Regions from separate parts of the Pan troglodytes genome. Here all the other regions are linked to region 2. The links are chromatin contacts, called in public Hi-C maps. All regions are on one chromosome and are shown on one strand. The core of a region is the stretch at or near the end of the contact, and the rest is flanking DNA. Distances in the headings are between cores, read along the strand shown. Region 1 has its middle 490 kb from the start of MN1. Region 2 overlaps MN1 (MN1 proto-oncogene, transcriptional regulator). Region 3 has its middle 370 kb from the start of MN1.

Evidence for each region. Hi-C and Micro-C count contacts between places; a contact is called where the count stands out from the background.
Region 1: a contact with region 2 is called in a Hi-C map of stem cell-derived neural progenitor cells, with 3 times the contacts expected there. The contact joins two enhancer-like sites. A contact is called at or near these places in 1 of 7 Hi-C or Micro-C datasets (stem cell-derived neural progenitor cells) and 1 of 1 datasets of contacts at active chromatin or transcription factors (stem cell-derived excitatory neurons).
Region 3: a contact with region 2 is called in a Hi-C map of stem cell-derived neural progenitor cells, with 2.1 times the contacts expected there. The contact joins two enhancer-like sites. A contact is called at or near these places in 1 of 7 Hi-C or Micro-C datasets (stem cell-derived neural progenitor cells) and 1 of 1 datasets of contacts at active chromatin or transcription factors (stem cell-derived excitatory neurons).

What each region holds. Positions count from the first base shown.
Region 1 is chr23:29,468,086-29,472,348 of NHGRI_mPanTro3-v2.0_pri, forward strand. No RefSeq gene overlaps it. Among named protein-coding and RNA genes, the nearest start is that of MN1, 490 kb to the right of the region's middle. Within about 2 kb of position 1,951, at least 4 of the 24 cell types and tissues checked have an H3K27ac peak or open chromatin away from gene starts, as enhancers often do. A contact at or near this core is called in stem cell-derived neural progenitor cells, where this site is marked.
Region 2 is chr23:29,953,121-29,957,881 of NHGRI_mPanTro3-v2.0_pri, forward strand. MN1 (MN1 proto-oncogene, transcriptional regulator) reads right to left here. Exons shown (of 2, transcript XM_016938877.4): 1 at 1-4,761. The coding sequence starts at 1,496. Among named protein-coding and RNA genes, the nearest start is that of MN1, 9.1 kb to the right of the region's middle. Within about 2 kb of position 2,816, at least 14 of the 24 cell types and tissues checked have an H3K27ac peak or open chromatin away from gene starts, as enhancers often do. A contact at or near this core is called in stem cell-derived neural progenitor cells, where this site is marked.
Region 3 is chr23:29,595,985-29,600,524 of NHGRI_mPanTro3-v2.0_pri, forward strand. No RefSeq gene overlaps it. Among named protein-coding and RNA genes, the nearest start is that of MN1, 370 kb to the right of the region's middle. Within about 2 kb of position 1,722, at least 5 of the 24 cell types and tissues checked have an H3K27ac peak or open chromatin away from gene starts, as enhancers often do. A contact at or near this core is called in stem cell-derived neural progenitor cells, where this site is marked.

The DNA of each region.
Region 1 (4,263 bases), core at 701-3,200, 490 kb before region 2:
GCCTGGCCAACATGGTGAAACCCCATCTCTACTAAAAACACACACACAAAAAATTAGCTGAGCGTGGGGTGGGCACCCATAATCCCAGCTACTCGGGAGGCTGAGACAGGAGGATCACTTGAACCTGGGAGGCGGAGGCTGCAGTGAGCCAAGATTGCACCACCGCACTCCAGCCTGGGTGACAGAGTGAGACTCTGTCTCAAAAAAAACCAAAACCAAAACAAAACAAACAAACAAACAAACAAACAAAAAAAAATATATATATATATATGAAAACAGAAGAAAAGGGCACTGCAAGCTGGAAGGTGTCCTAAGAGAGGATGGCACAGAGGGGATCTCCTAAATTAGCCTGAGCTTTCTTCCAGACCCTTCCTTCCAGGAATGCTAACATTGTTAGCATTTCTCCTAATGCATCCTGCAGAGCTCAAATATTTTCAGAGTCCCTACTTTGTGTAACCACGATTGCACCTCTGGCTATTTTTTAAAGTCCAAGAATAGCCTAGATCAGCCAGATGCTTATAGATCCTGCCAATAACCAGGCCCAGCTTTGCAAGAGCTTTGCAAGAGGTCAAGCTTTGCTTTGCAAAGGCCCAGCTTTGCAAGAGGTCAAGATGCTCCTGGCCCTGCTGGCTCCCAGAGAGCATTCCTCTCCTCCCCTAAGCCTCACAACTCCCAGGAGAAGATTCTGCAGATGGAAGCCCCGAGGTCCAGGGAGGTTCCAGGATTCACCCAGGGTTGCTCTGCTTGATAGGTGCAGGATTCAGGGCCAGGAGGACCCAGATCCAAGGCACCTGGTCTGGCATATTTTCAGGCCCAGAGATGGGGAATGATCTTCCAAAGGGGACTTCTGATGAAGGAAAAATGAGACAGTATTCATTGAATACCTATTGCATGCCATGGGGTGACGGTGGGCAGGGCCACATGGTCCCCAGCTGCTATGCTCTCCAGAGGGATGATCAGATTTGTCTCAAGTGTCCTTTACATGGCCAATTGCCATGCGTGTCTCATTATTCAAAAGGAGAAATTAACATTTAGTAGAAAAGAAAAAAGAAAGAGATGGAGGAAGAAGGGAGGATGGGAAGGAAGGAAGAAGGGAGAGAGAGAAGAGAAGGAGGGAGGAAAGAAGGAAGGAAGGGATACAGGGAAAAAGGAAAAAAGGAAGAGAGGAAGGAAGGAAGGGAGGGAGGGAAGGAAGGGGGAGGGAGGGAGGGCAGGAGACAAACCTCAGAAGGGCTGCCCCTCAGGGACATCAAGTGGAATATGAATACTGATTTCTAACCCCACTTCCAACTCCTGAGTGCTTTACGCTGGGCTACAAGATTCTCAATGTCTCAGTGCCTCAGTGTTCTGATTTATCTTATGGAAGCCTGCCTCATCTATTCATATATTGCATTCTTAAACACAGAATAACAACAACAGCAATGACAACAATGCTAATAGCGCTCCAACAGAGCTTGCTGTGTGCCCAGCCCTGTTCGAAGTGCTCCCCAACTCTGGCCCCTAGGATGCTCAGAACAGCCCTCTGAGCAGGCACTGATGCTGTCCCCCTCACATGCAGAGAAACCAAGACACGAGTGTGGTCAGGTCGTTCGTGCAGAGCCACCGGGCTGGGGATGGGCAGAGCTGGAGTGTGTGGGCACAGGATCGGGGTTTGTCACCACTGTGCTGCACTGCCTCTGCACCCCAACCAGGCCTCACGCTGATGGAGACATCGCAGTGCATAGGAGAACATTCACTGCGTGGTGCTGAGGACGCAGCAGGCACTCGGTACAACCTGTTCCTTGCGTGGCCCGCTAGCTTTGGGCCCCAAAATAATCTGCCTCCTGAATCTGCAACTTTCTCCCCACCTGCTGGGCATTCTCTTAATTCAACCGAAGCCTCTCCCTGTCCCCATTAGGACGGCCACTCCCAACAGGTGTTCCCGGCCTGTGAAGGCCAACCGGTCGGGGCTCAGCACCCCATTATCATTCTGCCACTTTCCAAAGGAAATTATAAGCACTTTGTGTCAACCCTCATCTGTCCCGGCAGCCGCACCGCAGGAAAGCGATTGAGGTCAGAGAAGGCAGACAGCCTACCCATCACACCCGCCGCGGCCATTCCTCATGTAGTGACATGCAATCTCCCGCCAAGGGTCACCTCTGGGGAAGCGATTCCTTCAAGCCCAGAACAAGTGCCAAATTGCAGCTTTGCCGAATGATCATGTGGAACACATTGAAAATAGCCGCCTCAGTAATAAATGCTTAACCAAAGCAGCCCCTTCCTCCGGCATAACCAGGAGCCTATTTACTGTAAATATGTTAACCAATTCATGCTGCAGCACATGGCCCAGGAGTCAGCTTCCCAGGCAGCAAAGAGCAAACCCCCGCTGGGCTGAGAAGGAGCAAGCCGCAAAGGAGAGGATTGTGTCCTCCAGGAAAAGAAGAGGCAGGAAAAGGCACCTGGGACTGAGGAGCCTCCTGCAGGCCCCACAGCCCCACCCGACAGAGGAGTGGCGAGAAGGGGACTTGGCATTCTGCATCTTGCCGTCACCTCTGTGCCCCACGGAATCTGTGAGTTAAGACTGGCTCCAAGAGAAGTGGCGTTTGTGTTTCTCCTTCATTTCCTGCTCACATGGTGAAGTCCGTAGTGTGACAGCTCTGAACTCCACAGGATGAATCAGGGTCAGGGGAGAGGACAGGAGGAAAGAAGGAGCAAGAGAAAGGGGAGAGAGAGAGAGGAGACGGGAGAGTGATGGCGAGAGACAGAAATATGAATGAGAAACGGGAAAAAAATCGAGAAGATGATGAGAAGCCTGAAAGACAGAGAAAGCAATCTAAGATGAGAAAAAGAGCACTGAGAAAGAAAACATTCTGGAGGAGAGAGAAGGAGGGGCAGAGAGGGGAACAAGAAGGGGGTAGAGAGAGGGAGATGGAGAGGGCATGAGTCGCCTCTGGAAGGCTGGGTTTTGTTTCCACTGGGAAGAAAAAATGTTCTTTGTTATCAAAAGCCTTGAGTGACACCAGCAGCTCCTCCCCACCCCTCTCTAACACACTAGCACCCAGGCTGGTGTGTACATACACAGGCATACTCAAGTGTGCACACACACACACTAACATGCACATATTTGTACACACACAAACATATGCATGCACACACATGCACATTCATGTGCACGCATGCATACTCGTGCACATACACACTAACATGCACACATACTCAAGGTACACATATATTCACATGCACCACACATACACACATGCATGTGCATGCACATACAAGCGCACACACACACATATGCGCACACCTACTCAAGGCACACACATACACGCACACATTCACACATTCATACATGCACACTCATGTGTACACACACATATGCATAGGCACACACACATACATTCACACACACGTATGTGCACACACATACATGCACACATTCACATGCACACACTCATGCACATACACTCACATGCCCTCATACATGCACATATATGCACACATGCATGCACACATACATCACATCCAGGCACACAGCCATCTGCAGGCACACATACACTCTTACAGCACACAGTCAATTCCCTCCCCCTACCCCTGAACCTAATTCAGTCCCAGAACAGAGAGAGCAATACAAGGTCTGAGCCAAAGGAAACAGACCAAAGCCAGACTGGGTCTGGGTGTGGGGGAGGAGGAGGAAAGGGGTCGGGAGGAGGCAGCCCAGGTCAGGGGCCCAGAGTGGACCAGCAATGCAATTGGAATGGGAAAGAACCGTAGAGCCCCCTGAGAGGCTGCAGCCCCTCAGGCCTGGCCCTCAGGCCTGGGCCTCCCTTCATCCCAGTATCAGGCTGCATTCTTAATCGGGCCACGGCCCAGCCCCGGCTACCTAGAGAGACAGTCACACACTGGCTTCAAGACCAGAGAAACCCCAGCAAAGGGCAGCCAGCTTTCTGGGCAAAGAGTGAAGCCACCGGCTCCCTCCGGCTTGCAGCTTCTCCTTTCTGAAGTGGGTGGGCAGTTTCCGGCCAACCTTTTGCCTCGTTCTCTCCAGCCGCCCCTGCTAACTCCCAGTAATTTGCCAAAATTAACAGATTTATGGCAGCACGTTGGTTTGGATCAACTTTTCGTATGTACTTTGCAAGAGAAAAACATTTTCTTCTCCCCCGACTTACTGTTTGCCCATTAATACGCTCCACATTCACTGGTGCTTAATGACTGTTCAAATTTTCTCTGTTCATAGAGAATGTTGTTGTTGTGATTAAGGGTGCCAGGGTGCTTGCAAGTACAAAC
Region 2 (4,761 bases), core at 1,566-4,065:
GGTAGGCCTGGGTAGGCGGAAGGGGAGAGGTGATTATCCAGAGCGCCGTTGTGCATGCTGCCGTTCCACGAAGCGCAGCGGTCCACTCCCGCGCTGCCCGGAAAGTCGAAGCGCGGCCTCTTGGCCACGTTCATGTAGGGGGGCGCGTCGAAATGCTGCAGCCGCTGGTTGGGCGCCTGCTGCGGAGGAGGATGCTGCATGCTGAAAACAGGCTCGGAATAAGGGTGCATGCTCCGGTTCTCCAGCCGGTGGATGGGATACTCGAATTGCGCGTGCTGGCTGGGCAGCATGGGGCCTCCGTCCTGCAGGCCGCCGCTGGGCGTGCCCGCCTCGCCCTGCTGGGGCCGAGGGAGCGCAGGCGGGCACGAATTTTGTCGGACTAGAAGCCCGGGTGGCGGCGGCGGCTGCTGCTGTGGCGGCTGCTGCGGGGGCTGCTGCTGAGGGGGTGGCGGGGCCTGCTGGGGAGGCTGCATTAACGGGTGCCTGGAGCCCACTGAGGGCTCCAGACCCACAGGCATCTTTCTGGCCCCACCGAACCTCTCAAAGAACACACCATGCTGCTGCTGCTGCTGCTGGGGCTGCTGCTGCTGCTGCTGCTGCTGCTGGGGCTGCTGCTGCGGTGGCTGGGCGTGCATTTTGGACAAGCCCACCATGCCCGCAGCTCTGGGCATGGCCGAGGCGCCCGGGAAAGCGCCCCCGGGAACCTGGCGACCCGCTGCATAATGAGGCAGCTGCCCTTCGGAGTCAGAGGGCGAAAACATGTCAAAATGTCCCGAGGGCGCCTCGCCCGGGTAATTGTATTCCAGCGAGTCGACGGCTCCTTGGTTCGTCACCCTCCGTGGCTCCAGACTGTGGGAATCGGAGCCGCTGGAGGACGGCAGGCCGTGGAAGGAGGCGGCTCGGTTAGGGCTCTGGTCCAGCGGCAGGCATGGGGCCGGCACGGCGTGGCCGGAGGCACCTGAACTGTGGAAGTCCGGGAGGTTCCCCGGTCGCTGCGGGCCGAAGCTCTCAGGCCCCTGGCTCTCCGCCATGTGCTCATAGCCCTCGGCGAAGGGCGGCTGGCTGCCCAGGCCTCCGGCTGCGCCGCCGTAGCCGAGCAGGCGACCCCCGTGCAGGCACGAGGCCCCGGGGTCTGGGCCACCGAAGTTGCCCCCAAAGTGGGGGTGATGCTGGTGGGGATGATGACTTCCCGGGTGGCCGTGGTGAGGCTGCTGGCCGCCAAAGAAGCCGTGCACAGGCTGCGCTTGCAGCCCCCCTGCGTGCAACTCCGAGTGGCCGCGCGCGTGGAAGCCGTAGGGCTCCATGTTCATGCCCAAGATCGGGGGTTCGCCCAGCGCGCTCATAGCAGGATCCACAGGGCCAGGGGGCCCCCCAGTGTGGAAAGCCGGGGCCTTAAAGTGGGTGTTCATGCTCAGTCCGGTCTCGTTAAAGTTCCTCTCGCCCTGGCCAGCGTTCCTGCTGTTGATCTGGGGCTCGAATTGGTCCAGCCCAAACATACTTGGCGGGGGGCAGAGGGGGATCAATAGGGCATGACAGCCGGCTCTCCGCGGCGCGCCTCCGGCCAGCTACTCGTTCCAGCCCAGGATTGGGCGCTCCGGGACGCTCAGCACCGCGGGGGCTCAGCGCGCACCTCCACCCCGCCTGATGTGAGGGACGGGGGGCGGGGTATCAGCTCCTCTCCCGAAGCTCCGATTCTGCCCGGGGAGGGCCTCTCACATCTTGCGAGGCCGCGGGGCCTCTAGGAGCCGTGTTGGGGGGCCCATGCCCCGGGCGGTTGTCACAGCCGCGGGTGGGTCTGCGGGGAGGGGACGAAGCCGCGGATGAACGGAGACAAAAAGTTAAGTGGGGGGAATGGGGAGGGAAGGGGGTTGGGAGAGCAGAGCGATCACCTTCTCAAGTCCGATTGGGTCTGCTGGGGAGCCCCCAGGACGCCGCCCGCAGCCTCCCGGAGTCCGTGGCAGAGCTGCTAAGGGCAGGGGAGGGAGACCCTTCAAAGCCGCGGCTAGCGCCGGGCACCGACAGAGCGGTCCCTCCCCCCGCCCCCCGGAGTCCCCGCGCCCCGCAGCCCGAGCCTCCACCGAGCACGATCCGCTCGCACAATCCCCGTAGGCTCCGGGCGAGCGGCTGCTGCTTCTTCAGCGGGTCGGAGGACTGGAGGCTCCGCTCGGCATCGCCGGTGCCGGCCCCCGAGCTGAGGACGCAGAGGGGCTGCGAGGCGGCAGGCGCCGGGGGCTGGAGACGAGGGTCGGGGAAAGGCGCGGCTCCTCTGCTCGGCAGCGGGTGCGCTGCGCCCGGCGCGCAGCTTCGCGGCCACGTCCGCCGCCTGCCGCTTCTGTTCTCCGCCGTTGGGTGTCTGAGTTCGCCGGAGTCTCCGCGCACCGTTGCAGGCGCGGGAGGGCAGCGAGACGAGGGGTTGGGTCGCTCCAAGGCTCCGGTTCCCTGCCTCCGCGCTGAGGTGCTTCGCGAGTCCCTCTCGGACCTGAGGGAGGGGGGCGTACGCGGGTCGGGGGGCCACGCCGGGCGAGCAGGCTAAGGCGTTCCCGCTGCGCTCTCAGAGCCCGGAATGGGGGGAGGGGGGCGCGGGGGCAGCTCTGGGGGGTCTGCGCACCCCTCTCCCGACTAGCGGGGGGGCTCTGCGTGGGGCGTTCCGAGGGTCTCGGCTCCCCTCTCTGTGTCTGCCTCTCGCCCAGCGCCGGGAGAAGCAGCAACAAGTTTTGCATTTCAGCAATCAATTTCAGCCATTACATTTGCACCAATCAGCGCCGCCCAAGTTCCGGGCCCGGGGCGGGGCTCGCTCTTAAGGTGGTCCGGGGTCCTAGCTGACGAAGCCCCCGCCACGAACCCGCACTACCCCAGCTCTGGGGTCCCCTGCGCCCGCCTCTCCTCGGGGTCCGGCGTCAGTGCGCTGGGGGCGCGCCCCGGCCTCCGGGCGCATCGAGCTGGAGAGGGTGCAGGCGGAGGAGAATGGCGGGAGCTTGGCTTTGTTCACCCCCTTCCCATTCACACTGTTCCCAACTCCCCACCCCCAACTGGAGAGAGACCCACCGGGTGGGCAGGGGGCGGGGAGGTGGGCGGTGAGCGGTACGGGGCGCTCAGACAATGAGGTCGCCAGGCAAAGACCCTGGACTCGCCACGGAAAGTCGCTAAGTGTCTACTGCACTTCGGCTCCGGGGTGAACACTCCGTTCTCCGCTAGCGGCGCCCAAGTTAGCCGGCCCTGGGATTTTCTTGGAGGGTAAAGCAGACGGGGAACCTCGAAGTTAGGGTTCTCCTCGAGAGAACTGGGAGCTTGCTCACTCCTCCGTCACTAGGGCGCTCACAATTGTTCCCCTTCCCCACTGCCTGGGGTTCCCGGTTCTCACCGGCCGGCGTGGGCTCCAAGGAGTCACAGTCACTCAGCCACTTTATGGGGGAGCACATCGGTTGAGCCCAGTAACCGGAGCGACTTGCGAGGCGGCTGGGAACCCCGAGAAGACACGCACGAAGAGGGCGCACCCGCCGGGCCGCACACCTTGCCCTGGGCCACCCGGTCCAAGACCCAGGCCCTCTGCGGGTGCGAAGTTGGCCTCCTTAAGAGATCAATTAAACTGAAGAGGCCGAGGAATGGAATTGGGCTGTGATACTAAAATCAATAGGAGTAATTTAATATCTGCCCTGCTCTTTATGAAATATTTATCCCAATAATCTTAGTTAAAATGTTTAGATCGTCCTGATCCCCACAGAGGCTGAAATCTATCTTGCAATTAGAAGTTGGAAGTTAGAGGTGATGGAGGATAGGGGTGTTTATTCTGTGCGCCTGTGTGCGTGTGCGCGCGCCTGCGTGCGTGCGTGTGTGTGTGCATGCGTGTGTGTGTGTGTGTGTTCCTCCCTAAAGTGTGTGTAGGGAAGGAGGGGGGAGAAGGCCTTTAATTTTCCTTGCCATAAAATAGCACGAGGCGATTTTGCTAGCAGATTCGCATTCTTAGGAGAAGGGCGAAAAAAGAACTTTCTTTGAAGTGCCCCTGATATCGCTATTAAATCTAAATAAAATTAAGCGTGGTGTATGAAAATGCCTTTCCCCCCCACAAAAGAAAGTGTTTATCGCCCGAGTCTGTCTAGCGTTTGCTAAATTACGCATGAAATCTGAAATGAAATAAACGTTATAATAAAACCGACCCCTGAGCCCTTTTTATTTAAAAACCTTAGATTAAGCACTCTACCCTCGCGGGCCGGAGTTAAAAAGTTACCATGTCGTACGCGCAGATTCATTGCTCCCCGGAGTTGCGGCTAGGAAGGCAGTGCTAAGTATGCCAGAACCGACATGCCGGGGGGTGGGGGGAAATGGGCTCAACTTTGGGGTAGCGGCAGAATTCCTAAGAAATTGCCCCCCGCCCAAAAAAATTTTTAATTAAAAATAAACAAACAAGAAAAACCAACAACTTTAAAACTCAGCCAGAGCAAGCTCAGATCCAAGACCTTTCCCGGGGCCTTCCTGTTGTGGAAGTTTACAGACATATATATTTTTTCTTTTTTGAAATTAAAAATGAAAATTACCCCCATCAAAAATGAGGTCCATAAATAAGCATAGGGAAGAAGTATTTGTACAGGGCGGTGGAGTTTTTAAAGGATTTTTCTGCAGGATCAGGTTGTTGGTCTGTGATTAAATATTGATTTTGTGTAATTAGTTTTCATGTGAACTATCCTCTTGCTGATAGCTTAGAGGTTTCAGAACTAGAAAAGAAATGGAATTGGACATGGAAATTATTACTTAGCAAAGTGACAG
Region 3 (4,540 bases), core at 472-2,971, 360 kb before region 2:
GACAGGGCACCACTGCTCCTCCCTGTTTCATGGCCTTTGCCCATGCACACCCCCTGCCTGGAACACTCTTCCTCTGACCCAAAGGCCCCTTGGGAGATGACCCCTCCTGGAAAAGGCCTCTCTGACCCCAGCAGATAGGATTTCACTCGTGTAGCCCTGGACATCCTTTTTATGACACCTATTACCTCTAGGAAGCCTCATTCAATATCTTCCTGGGGATTTTTGGACCCTAGGCTCCATGACAGGCCCGAACCTGCCGTGGTCCCCTTTGCCCCTGCTGAAGCCCGCAGCACCCAGCACTACGATTGCATGTCTAATCACAGGAAATCCACTTTGGGAGGCTGAGACAGGAGGATCCCTCAAGGCCAAGAGTTCAAGACCAGCCTGGGCAACATAGTGAAACCCCATCTCTACATAAATAAAAATAAAAAGTAAAAACAAATTAGCCAGGTATGGTGGCACATGCCTGTAGTCCTGGCTACTACGGAGGCTGAGGTGGGAGGATCACTTGAGCCCAGGAGGTTGAGGCTTCAGTGAGCTACGATTGTACTACTGCACTCCAGTCGGGGTGACAGAGTCCGGTCCTGTCTCTAATGAATAATAATAATAAACTATTTATTTTTATTATATAAATGTATAGTAACTATTATTATTATAAGATATTAAATACTTGTAGAACACCAGTCATGTGTGAGGCCCTGCAGTCACAGCAGTGAATGAGTGAATGAATGAATGAATGGTGATAAATGAAAGCACGAACTTATAGGACGCTTATTGATGTACGTCTGAGCTGAGTCCTCTACATGAATCATCTTATTTAATTCCCACATCAACACCAGAAGGCAGGTGCTGTTATTATCCCCATTTCACAGATGAGGAAGTTGAGGCCCAGAGATGTTAGGCAACTTGTAAAAGGCCACACAGCCAGGGCAGTGGAGACAAAATCCAATCCCAGGCAGTCTGGTTCCAGAGCTTACGGGTCCAGCCACCAGACTAGATTGGAGCCCACAGGAGGGGATCATGAGGGTTGTTTGAAGACATGTTTCCTTCTGCCCGCCTGGGACAGCAGGTACCTGGGAGTAAGTGCCGGGGCTGGCTCATTTCTGCAAGGAGCAGCCTGGGATGCAGAACAGAGAGGCAGGGGCTGGCCAGCCTGAGAAGTGGCTCCAGATCCTCCATGGGGCAGTTTGCGCGCATTTGACCACTGTGAGATGTGGAATCAGACATGACTCTGAATCTCCCCTTCCGTGCCCTTCACCTAGAAAGGGACCGCTGACGTTCTGTGTGACCTCTGGCAGAACACCTACCCCCAGAATCTTGGTGTGCTCATCTGGGCAATGGGAATGATAAAAATCTGCCCTGCAAACACACACCACACACATCCACCCAGCTAGGGGCTGGGCATGGCCAGGGGCTGAACCCTGGGGACTGTTTCAGGGGCAGCCAGGGCAGCAGCTGGGGAAGGACTCGAGCCTCCCCAGCCCAGCTGGCTTCTGGCGGGGGTCCAGCCTGGCCACAGCCACCAGTCCTCCAGGCTTAATATCCTTGGCGGCAAGGCTAGAATAAGCTGTCTTTCAAGAGGGGAGCTTTATTTATACGCTGATGCCAGTCGCGCTCCTGCTATTAGAAATTTCATCGGCTCCTTTGATTTAGGGCTTGCCACAAGCTGCCAATCGCGGCCGCCTCCTGGCCCAGCCCTGCAGCTCGGCCAGCCTTGTTCCGGCTCACAGCAGCAGAAACGAACATTATTTAATTTCCCGCCAGCGGGCAGTGAAAGCCGGAGCTCCCCCTCCCGCTGGACGTATTTATTTAATCCTTTTTGGAAATAGTGTCTGGGGATGGATCTGAAGGCCAGCCCTGGGGACTCTGCTAATCCCCCAGGCCTGGGCAGGCGGGGCCTTGGGGTGGAGACTGAGTGGGGCCTCTTGGGAGGATTCTAGAGGAACCTCAACCTGGGAGCCCAGGGCGATCTGCCACTCACTGACCCCTGAGGTGTCTGCTTGGGAGGTGTCACCAGCAGACTTCGAGATAAGCACTGCAGGGCTAGTTTATCTGGGAGGGGGATCCCAGGATGTATCAACAGGGGATGAGGACTTGAGGCAAAGAGGGGAGGTGGTCAAGTCTGGCTGCCATTAAGCAGCCAGTTTTTGCTGCGGGTGACTGGGGCTCAGTTGTGCTGAGGACCTTTTGCAAGAACACTCACCTCAGAGTCATCCGCCCAAGGAGCAAGGAAACCAGGGTATTTATACTCCAGTTCCCATCTGTCATTGGTGGAGGGCTGCTTCCCCCAGGAAGGGGCATTTATTCCCTACACTCCTCTTCCTTCTACACTGAGGCCAAGCAGGCGCCTGCAGACATCTCCCCACCTTGCAGGCGAGTGGTGAGTGACAGGAGGATATGGGCAGAGCACCAACCACTTGAAGCTATTTATCCTCCTTGTCACCTGTCAACTCTTTCTCTTTCTTTAGCCTCTGCCCAAAAGACACCTCCTCCAGGAAGCCCTCCTTGACCACCCCAGGAAAAATCTTATCCACTACCATCTTGTCATTCAGATATTTCCTTCCTAACATATAGCATGTGCCAGGATTATCCATTTACTTACTTGTTTGTGGGTTTACTGCCTATCACTCCCACTAGACTGGAAGCCTCCTGAAGCAGGGGGTCATGTGTATCTTAATCTGCATTGCAGCCCTTGCACACAGTAGGCACTCAACAACTATTTTTGGAATGGGGGTGGGGACACCTGATTTATGTAATTCAGGCCCTGCGTCGCTTACCACAGTGCTTGGCAGTAGGCTAGGCTCCTTACATGTGATGTTGGTTCCTTTAACACTCAGCCAAGCTTTCAAGGATGGGATCAGCACACCCATTTGACAGATTGGAAAGGTGAATGTACCGAGAAGATGCTGCATCAAACTCAGCTGTGGGTTTGCATAGCACCAAATCTTACTCCGCTCTCCCTGCAGCCCCAGAGAGTGGATGGAAAGGTTTTCTGGGTTTCATTTCACAGCTGTGAGAATTGGGGCCCTCTGGGATACGCCCCCATCAGGCGGGGAGACAACGGGGATCCTGGCCGCATAGAGTCTATGATGTCTTAAGCACTGGAGGGTATCAGTAGAGAGAAGTATGAGAAGTATGAGAAAGTGCTGAAGAAATCATGGGATGCTTCCTGGAGAAGGTGACTCTTCTTTTCCTATTATAAATATTAAAATGAGAAAGAAAATCAGTCCCTTTGGGAAAGCAGGAAATTCAAAATATTTGATGACCCAGTAGCCCTGGCAGCACAGAGCCTAGAGACTTGTTTGCACAAAACACTCCCAAAGCAGAAATGTTTTATATGTAATATAATGTATAATACGAGGTTTTATATGTCATCATTTTAATACGTCATGATGCCAAATTGTCCAAGCTAAAAGGCTAAATACAGAAAAGTTAAAGATGGAAGGGGAAGAGGAAGACGCTGAGGTCAAGGTGGCAAAAGTAGACAAAGTGCAGGAGGGAGGAGGCATTTTCCCTGGGCAATTGATTCAGCACCCAGGCGCTTCTGGAGCCTTTGTCTATGTGACGTGGTTGTGGCAGCAGCCCGCTGAGTGTTAATTGTCCATGAGTTCTAATAGGTGTAATATTCTCGAGTGTTACATGTGCATTAATTAAGTAACACTGCATTTAGCCCCAAATCATGCAAAAGGCTTGTGTGGTGTTTGCAGAGGCATAAATATCCTCACAGTTAGTGAGTTGCTGGCACTGTTTTCTCTCTGCCCACAGCAGTCCAAAAACGTAGATTGAGAGAAATGGGAAGTGGTGGAAACAGGAAGGAGTGTGAAGGGTGAGGAAAGCCTCTGCCACCCTCCAGACCAGGAGGAAAGAGGAATTAAAGATGAGATACATACATAGTATAGCCAGTGGGCTTTGAAGTCAGACAGATGCAAGTTTGAATCCCAGCACAGTCACTGACTTACTGTGTGATCTTGGACAAGTGGCTTGGCTTCTCTGAGCCTCAGAAAGCAAGAATCATAACAGGACCCTCCCCTTAAAAAGTGGTTGTGAGCAGTCAATGGGATGAGGCATGGAAGGAGCTTAGTGCAAAGTGCTTTATAATGTATGGGATGATGGGGGTCACGGTGGGGGTGGTAATTTAGGTGTCCTGTGACAGACCTGGATTTCGCTAAATTGGGTTGAGAGCCCAGGTGAGGGCTGGTGTAGGGGATACTTTGGGATTATGGGAAGCAAGAACCGCATTCTTTTCTGGGCAGTACTGAGCTCCCCATATGGGAAGGAAGCACCTAACCAGGAGAGGTAGCTTGGGGTGTGAAGAGGATAGAATTGTCCCAGGATGACAGTACAGATAGGCAGTCTAATCCTTGTTCTGCCTCCTACAGGACATAGCTTTGGCTTGACCCTCTGCTGCTGTGACCTGCACTCTGTGAAATGGGATCATGTTCTCAACCAGCCTCCCTGACATGAGTTGATTGCACCAAAACCCTATGGATAAAAGAGTTGTTGCTATAGAAAAAGAGACAAGCGCGATTTGCAGAGCAAG